Linked DNA regions of Macaca mulatta: region 1 is linked to region 2. A link is a contact called in public Hi-C data. All regions are on one chromosome and are shown on one strand. The core of a region is the stretch at or near the end of the contact, and the rest is flanking DNA. Distances in the headings are between cores, read along the strand shown. Region 1 holds the start of ANTXR2 (ANTXR cell adhesion molecule 2). Region 2 holds the start of PRDM8 (PR/SET domain 8).

What was found. Hi-C and Micro-C count contacts between places; a contact is called where the count stands out from the background.
Region 1: a Hi-C map of liver shows a contact between it and region 2, with 1.9 times the contacts expected there. The contact joins the promoter of ANTXR2 here to the promoter of PRDM8 in region 2. A contact is called at or near these places in 4 of 14 Hi-C or Micro-C datasets (CD4 T cells, fetal cortex germinal zone, fetal cortical plate and 1 more).

What each region holds. Positions count from the first base shown.
Region 1 is chr5:53,729,664-53,735,658 of T2T-MMU8v2.0, reverse strand. ANTXR2 (ANTXR cell adhesion molecule 2) reads right to left here and starts at 2,040. Exons shown (of 17, transcript XM_015138456.3): 1 at 882-2,040; 2 at 44-115. The coding sequence starts at 1,033. It also overlaps the pseudogene LOC697531.
Region 2 is chr5:53,603,353-53,608,673 of T2T-MMU8v2.0, reverse strand. PRDM8 (PR/SET domain 8) reads left to right here and starts at 1,775. Exons shown (of 5, transcript XM_078002643.1): 1 at 1,775-2,044; 2 at 4,341-4,561. The coding sequence starts at 4,343. LOC144340976 reads left to right here. Exons shown (of 4, transcript XM_078002644.1): 3 at 279-390; 4 at 628-903. The coding sequence ends at 633. LOC144340977 (a long non-coding RNA gene) reads right to left here. Exons shown (of 2, transcript XR_013417516.1): 2 at 5,140-5,321.

The DNA of each region.
Region 1 (5,995 bases), core at 791-3,290, 130 kb before region 2:
CTCTACTTCTCCACTGCCTAGAAAAGTAAAATAAGAAAGATACCTCACAAATCTCTCCGCAAGTTGCTGGACGAAATTGTAAATTTCAATCCAGTTATTTGCCACACTCCCAGACCTGAAAGATGAAATTGAACTGATCAGAGAAACAAAACACGGAACTGAAAAGTAAACATGTTGAAATGGTTCCTTCTTCAATGTCACGAACATGGGGGCACCTGGCCTCTTTGTCAAGCTAAGTAAGGGTATCTGTAGCTGAAACTTTGGTGCTACCAAGAGTTAAAGAAGTCAGCCCCAGAGCGAGACTCCATCTAAAAAAAAAAAAGAAGAAGAAGAAGAAGTAGTAGTAGTCCGCTCATTTTCTGGGGGCAATACCTGCCTGCTAATTGTTTATAGTGGAACCCAGCTCTTCAGAGTAAACACAGAAACCTTACTTCGCAGGAAATGCAAACCACATTGGGCATGTTAACCCTAGGCTTTTCCTGGCTCCAATGAAAGCGCTATGATTAGGATAAAACCAGGCAAACTTTAGCCTGCATACGAGCGGGGGTCGAGGAAGTGGGTAAGGACTAAGTGGCCGATGGAGCTGGCCCGCAACAGGCCACATTCCCATTTCCCAAGAGGCCCAAAGACTGGCAAACAGTGAATACCCTAACTCCCCAAAGAGCCAAGTAGCCCACGGCTCCAATCACTACCTCCCACCCCACTGATCTCCGCCTACACAGATCCGAACCGCTTGCCCTTTGGAAGAAGACAGCAACAGGGCACCCCTCCGCGGGTTTCCAACACCACTCCCCGGGGCGCGCACACGCATCTCAGCCTCAGCCCCAGCTGATCCAGTGCAGCCGTCACCAGGAGACCCTGGACGTCCCTCGCACACTCACTTGTCCAGGACGAAGTAGAGATCAAAGGCTCTTCTGCAGGAGGGCTGCTCCTGGGCGCGCAGCAGCCCCCCGGGACCGCTGAGCGCCAACAGCCACAGCCCGGGGAACAGCCAGCTCCCGAGGCTGCGGGCCCGGGACCGCTCCGCCACCATCCTGCGGCCGGGGACCTGAGAATCCCTCCCGCTCGCAGTCTCTTCAGCTCGGGAGGGTCGCAAAGGTGCCGGGAGTCACCCGGGACGCACTCTGGGGTGGGGGGCGGCGAGCAGCTGAGGCGCCGGCGCCTGCGGCAACGGGACCCACCAGCTGACAGAGGGAGGGAGAGAGGGAGGTCCTGAGAGGACAAAGGCAGTCTCCGCCACCGCCGCAGCTGCCGCCGGAACTCTTGACGAATCCCAGTGGAAGCGCGATCCAGTCCTCCCCCTCCCGATTCCGGAGAGTTCCTGCAGACAATGCGGGCCCACGGCGACAGCTCGCGAGATGAGTTCCTCTCCGGCCTCGGGCCGAGCCTCCAGCGCCCGCCTCGGACCCGGACCTGGAGCCCACCCCGCCCGGAGGGCTGAAGTTCCCCCGCTGCCGTGCGCTTCGGGACAAGGGGTCCCTGGGACGCGGCAACGGCAGAACAAACTAGGAGTGGAGATCCTTCTCCTCCCGCTCCCTTCCTCCGGCAACCCCAACTCCCTCCGCACTCCGAAACTTTCCTCCCGGTGCTGGACTCTGGCACTGCGCTGACGGGCCGTCCCCTTTAGGGGAGGAGGCTAGCTGGCCCTGGGACTCCCGGCTGGAGAGAAGCCACGCCGAGGCCAGGAGCGCGCTCGGGCCAGGTCTAGGCTGCGTGTGTCAGTGTGCGCCCGGGGACGAGGGCGGGTCCCCAGCTGAAGCCTCCAAGCTACACACGCACACTTGTGGGTTTCTGCCGAGTTGAAGATGACTAACGCTTGCCAGATTTGGGAAAAGGAAGAAAGAGTTTAGAAAAACAAAAGTTCTGTAGAAACTAGACATACCCGTATATCCTGCAGGCCTGGCCTATTTTAGCAGCTGTGCTAAAACAGCCCCTTTGCGTGGTTTACAAATCCAAGACTAAGGATTCCATGGGAGGTGGCCTCCTCACTCCTCACTCCACCCCACCCCCTACTACCACAAACACTCTTTATGAACTTCCTCTTTTTTTTTCTAAAGAAACCTGCTTAGTTTTTGGGGTTTTTTTTTTTTTTTTCTAAAAAAAAAGCCAAGCCAAGGAAAGGCCAGAGTGGGGAGTGGGAGGGTATAGCAAGCATCTTTGGGAGTGGAAAGTTGTACCTCAAAATATTTCAGCCCACTATCATTCCCTGCAAGCTCCAGTTTTGGAGAATTTCCGCTTTGGGCAAGCTAGGTCTCCTTTGCAAAACTTGTGCAAGCACTCAAGTTGGTGCACAAATCCTCTGTCTACTAGTTCTGCTCTCCCTCCCTCCTCTGTCTTCCCCTCACCTCCGTGACTTCCGCCCTCCCTTAGTCAAAACTGGCTTTTAGAACCTACTACCTTTTCATTTTTAACAAAATCAATGCTTTTTGTAGTACTTACATATACATCTCTTCTGTTTGTTGCCGTATGTATTTAACTTTTCATTTATTATATTTGATATACAACCAGATATGTCAGCTCTTTGAAGATAAAAATCAATAACTTTAACAAAGATTCACTGAGTGCCTATTATTTGCTAGGCACTATTCCAGAAATGGAGGTTAGTGCACAGAACAAGATAACAAGCCCTTGCCTTCATGAAGCTGACAGTCTGGCTGAAGAGTGAAAGCAGACAATAAGAAATAAATACATAAGCAAGGAAAACATGTCCATATTAGATAGGTGGCTTGCAGAAACTTAAAATATTGTGATGATAAAGAATGACTGACTCGGTGACTAACAAAAAAGACCCAGTCATTCCAAGAGCTCTAAGAGGAAACACTTGAAGTTACTGCAAAGGTCCATAGACATTAGCTTAGCATATTCAAAAAAGAAAGAAAAAACTGTGTGGCTGGAGCTTTACAGGTAAGATGATGTAAGAGAAATAGGCAAGGGCCAGATTATGTGATGCTTTGTTTACTGAGATAAGGAATTCAGATATTTTATATTGAGTGTGATAGGAGACAAACAATCCTGAGGTTCATAAATTTGGAAAGGAGAACTTCATTTCTTATAAAGGGTTACAGCTGCAGGCTGGACTTCTTGACAGGCTGGGAAGTGTAGCCTCTGACAGAGATAAAAAGCAGGCACTCTGAGGGAGGTAAGGGTGGAACAGGAATTTATGCTGAATGAGTTGGCCAAATATACATATTCAACAAGTTATAGGAGGAACTACGAATATTCCTGAAGCAAGGGGTACATGAGCTATGCATATTTCTGAAGCAGGTGGGTTAAGTTTTCACATCAAAGTGCACATGGGACATATACAACATGCATGTTTAGTAAGCAAACATGCTTTTAAACATATAAACATGCATGTTGCCTATGTCTCATGTTCACTTTGAGGTGGAGACTTAACAATTAAATGTATTATATTTAGGCCCTGTATGTCAAAAGGTGAAACAGAAGACATGAAGGCGCTCAGTGCCACAGCCTCTGTAAACCGGCCAGAACCAGTCTGTGGTCAGTGGTCTCTTATCAGGAGAAAGTTATTAAAATCAGTCTCTTGTCCAGTCAAAGCTGTAATTATGGCTCATAGAACAGGGGTAGGTGTGGAGGATTATTTAATTAGTGTCTTGCAGCCAGTAAGATGCAATTGTTTCAATATTGGTTATCTTGAGGCCAGTGTTTGTTTAGATGCTAGAGAAAAAGAAAACCCTTGTGGCAGTTAGAATAGAGTTTATTTTTTTAAGTGTAGTGGTAGTTTGCCTGGCATGGTCTTAGGTCTTCTTTATAATTTGATGTCTTATGGACACAGAGTACATTCTGTCAGTCTTATCATCTCTATTTTAACAAAGGCAAAATGAAATGGTACCTTGGACCATCATCACTATAACAGCTAACCTGAGAGTTACGAATTGATGAAAACTTCAATATATACAGGCAGACCTCCATTTTGAAAATATGCTCACTACAAATGTCAAAGATTGAATGGAGGGTGGCTAACATCCCTTCTCACTCTTTGCCGACTGGTCACTTGGGGATGGAAATTCCACCACTATCAACTGCATCAATCTGCCACTTTTTACCTGATGGAGTGAGGAAGATACTGAGGGGCAAGGGGTTAACTAGATGGAAGATAACTTTCACTTTTGTAAGAAGGAAACATACATTCCTTCTTTTCACTTTTGTAAGAAGGAAACTTCCGTTCATATGTTTGAAATATAATTTTCAAACAATTAAGCCCTAGAAGAAAGTCCTTAATTAGTCCTAAGACTAATTAAGAAAGTCCTAAGAAAGTTCTTAAAGCACCTTAATTCTGTCCTCCTTGGTTTCATCTTTTCTTGAGGTTCTGACATTCTGATTACTTCTGTAGCCCTCCAGTCTCCAAGTATGTGTTGCCACCTCTCATTTCACATTTGGGTCCAACCCGAATGCATAAATCTCCTTGACCTCCCATAACAGAACTGAAACAGGCTGACATTTTCAGGAAATTTCTATCAACAGCTTATTCAAGTTTGGAAGATTTTTACTCACTGCTGGTTGAAATTGGTTTCCATTTTCAACTTTAATCTTAAGACAGAATCAAAGACATTATATGCCACATCAGCATGTTATTGAATAAAATCTGGGGAAAAAAAAGTATGCTAAAAAAAAGTGACAATTAGTTTCATGTTAGAAGGAGACAGAAGGCAAAGAAATATGAGACATGATCCTAACTATTTACTCTAACCTCCTGAGGAAGTATTTTGAAACTCACATTTGTTGGTTTCCTTTATCCCTAGCTTCTTGACTAATTTCCTGCTCATCTTCTGGGACTTCCCAAGCTGTTCTAAGAATCCACCTTGTCCTAGGCTCAAACTAAAGCAAAACACCTCGAATTTAAAACTCATTCTTCCTCAAGATTCTCAGGCCTTCTGAGTACCCCCACTCAGTTCTTCTTTCTTGAGTACAAGGCTAGCAGAGATTATTGACATACCAAAAAATAGTACCACTCTTTTGTTTATCTGTTTGCTTGGGTAAAGAATTCATCCCAGTCCTGAAGCATTTTTCATCTCACTGGCTTGCTCGCGTAAGATCTACAGCAAAGCAAAAAATGGCCTCATCTGGCCCAGACCAATAACTAATCAAATCACTTTCATTTAATAAAAATTAATCAGAAGATCATTAATTACTGGGGCGACCAACTGTCCTAATTTGTCACAGACTGAGGGGTGTCTTCCGTCCCATGGACATAGGATTTTCCACACTACAACTAGGGCAGTCCCTGGGATAGTTCCTGGCAAGCAAAACTGTTGGTCATTCTTTTCCTAAGCAATAATGAGGGAAGGTGAAAGCAAAAGCAGACATGAAAATCTCTCCAAGCCGTGAAAAAGAACTGGTAGCAACAGCAGTACTTTCCCTTCTCCTCCATCAGTGAGAGTACTCCAGGAATTATATCAGCTGGAGAATAGCCAGATAAGGTTTCAAACTGACTTTTGTACCATGACAGCATGCTGGGACCCTGTTTAGCTTTCAATTTGACGTCAAGAATGGGAGGGATAATGCAAATTTTTTAAGAGAGAGAAAGAAAGAGAGACTCTATATTGCATTATGTAGGTAAATAAATCTAAAATGTTTCTCTTTTGTCGAATTATTTGTATGTCCACTGAATTATTTGGCTTTACAATCCATGAATGCCCCCACTCTTTGAAAATTATTATTTGTATTAAATCAAACTGCTAACTCAGTGTTAGAATGTATCACCTTATTAATAAAAATGCTAATGAACCTCAAAACATTTTAAATACAGTTTAATGCAGTTAGAATAGCTTGAGATTGACACCTGATGATTTAAAGTCTTCACTAGACCCCCATCATTGTCCTTTTTTTTCCTACCTGCAGAGCTCCGATGGACTACATGTTAAATTACATTTAATTACTTATTTACTGGTCTTTTATTACATTTAACAAATGTTTACTGATACCTACTGTGTATCTGGTAATGTTTTAAACACAAACTCTTTCTCAAGCAGTT
Region 2 (5,321 bases), core at 526-3,025:
AGCTTTCTTTGAAAAGTCAGTAGCTAACCTGAAAACTAAGGAATTCCCCCACTTTCTCTCAAAATATGGGGATTTGACAGCCCTTCCTTCTGTGAATTTCAGCTTAGTTCTAGGCAGCAATTCAGAACTTGCATGGGGTACTGACCAGAAAAGAGAAGGAAACACACACACACACACACACACACACACACACAGGGGCGGGAGGGGGAGAGAGAGAGAGGGAGAACAAGGAAGAAAATGAACTTCATGGGAAAGTCCTTGCACTTGTTTCTCCTCAGGAAAATCCTCCCCTGGCCTCCTGGGACTGCAGTCACCAGGCTGTCCAAGCCTCCATACTCCACTGAGTTCCAGAGAAGGGTCTCAAAGCTGGGAGAGGATCAAACTAACATGGTAAGCTGCTTTTTGCCAACTCCCCAAATACATTATTTCAACAACAACAACAAGGAAAAACAACACCAAGGAGGCTATCTCCTTAAGTTGTGGTTGTACCTCCTCCACTTTAGCCAGCTGCACAATCCGATTTATCCTAATGCTGACAGATTGCCCACTTCAAAGTAGTGGTGGTGTGGGTGGGGCTGAAGAAGTTGAGAAACAATCTATACCACTCAAAGGCCTTTCTTCCCTTAGGAGTAGAGAATTGAACTGTGAAAAAGAAGCCCGAGATCCCCCAGCGAAATGGTGTTGCAGCCCCGTTGAAGGAGTCAACTTGCAGGCTGTTAAAGACCTCAAGTCATTAGCATCAGCTGCTGCACTAAAGGGGCAAGTCAGCGCCTCTAAGTGGCTTAGCGCACAAACGAGGCTCCCGAGACGGCCTTGGCAACTCCATCCCCTCCTCCACCACCCGCTGGATGCGAAAAGCTTTCCGGAGCCCATCTTGATAATCATTTTTATTTTGAATCACCCTTGCCTCGCAACCCCAAGACCTCAGAGTGCCAACAGCACCCATTATAGGACTCCCTCTGGGGCTGTGCAGATTCTGCACGAAGCAGAGGGCAAAAAAAAAACACAAACAAACAAACAAAAAAACCAGGAACTGTTTGAGTCCACTAACCTGCGCTCTTCCCACCAACCTCCGGCACCCCACCTCCGCCCACGTACCCGTGTCCTGGGACTGGGAGGTACCGTTATGTCCCCTTCCGAGGTCTGGTGACATTCTCACTCCAACCTCATCTCCCGAGCCATGGGAAGGCTGAGTCAAGTTCTTACCAAAGCGCATCCTTTCTGAATTTTGCAGGGGGAAGCTTGGTAGTGTTGGTGCTCCTGAAGAGAGACGACGCCCCTTTATCAACCTCAGGCAACTAGCGGCGCAAATCAGCGGTGGCTCCAGGGCTAGAGTATCCCTGGGGCTAACCGCACCCCTCTCCCTTTCACGGAACGTGGACTCCGGGGAAATACGCTCGGGGTCCGCACGCGCTGGGTGTCCAGCTCTCTGTCATAGCTTCTCCAAGTGCCTAGTGAAACGGGGAAAGGCCCTCTCCAATCCTTTTGGTACCTTCCTTTCCAATCCTGAAACGATTTTCCCCTCCTAGCCGTCCCAGAGGGCCCGAGCTTTAGGAAGAGGCGGGCCGGGACGCTCTCTGAGAGGCGTTGCCACCCGGGGTAGGCGCTCATGATCTGCGGGGCGCGGGCAGGCCGGGGGAAAAAGCTGCGAGGCAGGCGGCGCCGGAGGGAGCTCCTGGCCCAGCAAAGAGTTAAAGGGAGGGGACGTGGGCTGTCACGCGTCATTGGGCAGATTATGTGCAGCAAACAAAAAGTGTGTGTCTGCGTGCCAGTCAGTCACTGCATCGGGTCCATCTGTACAACTCTCTCCGTTTCTCCGTCTCCCTCTCTCTCTCTCTCTCCCTGCCTCCCTCCACCCCCCAATCTTTTTCTCCCCATCTCTCCATCTCTCTCTTATCTCTTTAGGAAAAGCCTAAAAGACGGCAACACCAACACCTCTTGACATGGAAATACACTGATACAATAGGCAAAAAGAAACACTCGATTGCATCTTCCGGGTTCCAGGTGGCCTTATTTGGTAGAGTCTATACTGACCTTATTCCTGGTAAGTCTATTTGCATTGATGTGGGAGGGGGATGGGAGGAAGGCAGTTTGGTGGAAAGAGTAGAAAATTTTGTCTTCCGTCTCCTTATTATCCAGAAGAGAGAGAAAAATAATTCTTGAGGGGCTCTCTACTGCCAGGAATATTGTACAAAAGGAGGAGCGGGTGGGGAGCACTTTGCCGGAGAAGCCAGGGACTGGGGAGCGCGCGGCCGCCAGACAATGCCTGACTAGAGGGACGGGCTAGCGGCGGGCAGCAGCGACCGGCTTTCAGAAAGCCCCGCCGGCTCTGGGGCATATTCCCAGGGCAGGCGGATAAGAACCTGGGCCCAGAGCGGGGCACGGAGCTGTGAAACGTTGGGTGGCAAAGGCGACCGCACGCGGGCGGGCGCTCCTAGGCTCTTGCCCAGCAGTTATTGTGATGGGCTTGAGGCTCGTGGCGGCTGGCGCGGCGACTCCGACCGCTATTAGCGCGGCGGAGTGAGGACCTTTTCACCGTATTGTTAGGTAGAACTGCATTTTAATGACTGTGTCCCTGCTGTTGCCCGAAGTGACGGGGGCGACCTCCCAGCACAATGAAATGCTTGTGTGAAAGAGATTTTTAAAAGGAAGAGAGAAATTGGGGCATAAAACGCTGAATTGAAGGAAATTGAAAAGAGGAGAATAGGATTCCGTTGAAAATGAGATGAGAGGTTATGGGTTTTTTAAAATGTATTTTAATTTGAAATGAAAAATCAGGATGTCTACCTTGTATGGGGTAAAAATGTCCAGGGATAGATGATGTAGAATAATAAAGTTTCTTCTTTATGGATATTTTCCCTTATTTCTGCTGTCTGGTAGATACAGCCCAACACTTGACATTTGGGGGATGCAAGAGGATGAATGGAAAATGAGACGAACCAAAGTTTTAGGCTATGTTAGCTGGAATGGGGGGGAAAAAGCACACCTTGTAGTCACACGTGTAAGGTTAATTGGTTAATATAAATTAAAATAAAAACAGACGTCACTGATATTATTCCATAATGAACAGCTTTGCAGGAAAAGAATTAGATCTACTCTTTCCTGTTACTTTAATTATACAAAACATACATAAATAATTGCCAACGGTGACATTATCAGGGAACAACAAACTTGGAGGAATCTTTTGATTAGTTTGAAATACTAAGCAATGCAGCTAGTCCAAAGCTAGTTAAAAAAATTTAAGCACCTGTTTCTTTTTTTCTTTTTTCTTTTTTTTAATGATAAGTCTTGTATGGGGTGTCCAGAGGAAGGAAAATGTCCCTTTATGACAGCTTAATAGAGAACCCTCCATTGGGGCATTACTTTCTAAATTGCTGTGGATTAAACAGCTGGAGAGCCCACTGAGGAGTGCTCAAGGAGGGCTGCCCCCTCTTGCCCAAAAAGGGTCATATGGGGTAGGGGGAGTGAAAATTTACCAGTCATTACACACAGTATTTCAGACTGGGGACACTTTAGGCCTGTCCTGTACCTGCTCACTTCATGAGCTACATGTGACTCAATCCACCCCCTTGTATAACAAGGTAACCGGGATTCACTCTCATCCATAAATAAGCATGTCCAGAAAAAAAAATTACCTCTGCTTGCTGCTTTTAATTAAAGCCTCAGAGGAACAGTGTTGGATTATGGTAATGAGCAGACATACGTCCCTTCTTGTAGGCTGCAGAGAAAGGTTGGCTGACACAGAATTAGTGGCCCTGACACTCCACTTGAAATCCATTCGCCATGCTCCGCTGTCTCCGCCTGCTCACTAACGCTGCTCCCCTCTTTGGAAGAAAAGGAAAAAATCAGCTCCCGGGCACCCAGTTCAATACATAGGCAGAGGCACTTTTCCCCAAGGGTTAGAAGTTTCTTTCAGTAAGGGAAGTCTATAGGCTGGTTAAAATATATGTGCGTGTGTGTGTATAATATATAAATATATATATAATATATAAATATAATATATATATAATATATATTCTGCCTTGAACTTCACCTCCAAAACCTACCCAATCCAACATCAAGGTAATGCAAAAATGATCTAGTCTTTCCAGCCCTTTCTTTTCTTTCTTCTAAGCAGTCAGCTCCAGATTTCCCACTATTCTAATTATTTTAACAAGTATCTCTTAGTTTTCATCTTTAAAATATGCCATGTTTATCTCCTATAATTTTGAAATAAGAGCTATGCAAAAATCAGGCAGGTGCAAGGAAAATCTGCCTAGTATTTGAACAGTTCTGCCTAGGTTAATGGCAGTAGAAGCAGTATTGTAACTCACTTTCTTGTGCTGTGTGTCTATCTCCAGTGATGGAGGATACAGGCATCCAGCGAGGCATCTGGGATGGAGATGCCAAGGCTGTCCAACAATGTCTGACAGATATTTTTACCAGCGTTTACACCACCTGCGACATCCCTGAGAATGCTATATTTGGTCCCTGTGTCCTGAGCCATACTTCCCTATATGACAGCATAGCTTTCATAGCTCTCAAGTCTACTGACAAGAGAACAGTACCTTATATCTTTCGGGTAAGTCTCCACTGGAGCTGTGTAGGTGTATGAGGGTAATGTCCTGTTGGAAATGGACTAAAAATAATTCTAATGACAAGTGGAGATAGGTTTTGCCTGTGGAAAATGCAATAAAGCAAGCAATCCATTTCACACATCAAAAATTAGAAAAGGAAAATTAAACTCAAATTATTGTCAACTGATTTTTTGCAATAAATGACAAAATTTGATTTGGAATGTTAGAAATATCTAAATCAGTGCTTCAGTTCTGGTTTATCTGGTTTATCCTAAACTCTGGGAGATTTCACTGGGGCGGAGGCTATTTGCATACTAACTAGTTTCTGCAAGTTCTTTGACAAGTATTTGCCTTCCATTTGAGGAGGCTACTTCATCCCCTAAATATTAGTTTCTTTGGTAATATTAGCTAGTGCCCAGAGTTTGTATTTAAGTAAAAATGTTAATGGTTTTGATAGTAAAGCATCATTAAATCCATATGTCTGAATTGGAAGATAAAAGGCCTCTCATTTCCTATTCTTCTTTACAAAGAAAAGCTATTAATTGTTCGAGCCAGGATTTGGAACATGATTGCCATAGCGTAATTTCTAAGATTTAAGCTTGCTTTATTTCTGAAACAAACAAAATTCTCCATACCTTTGTAATGTGGGATAACTTAGAAGTAAACTCTCAAGACGTTAACACTAAATTCTAAGAAGAAATTTCCTCATTTAGTATTCAACCAATATATAAAAACGGTGACTTAAATGATCTGTATGATTGATGC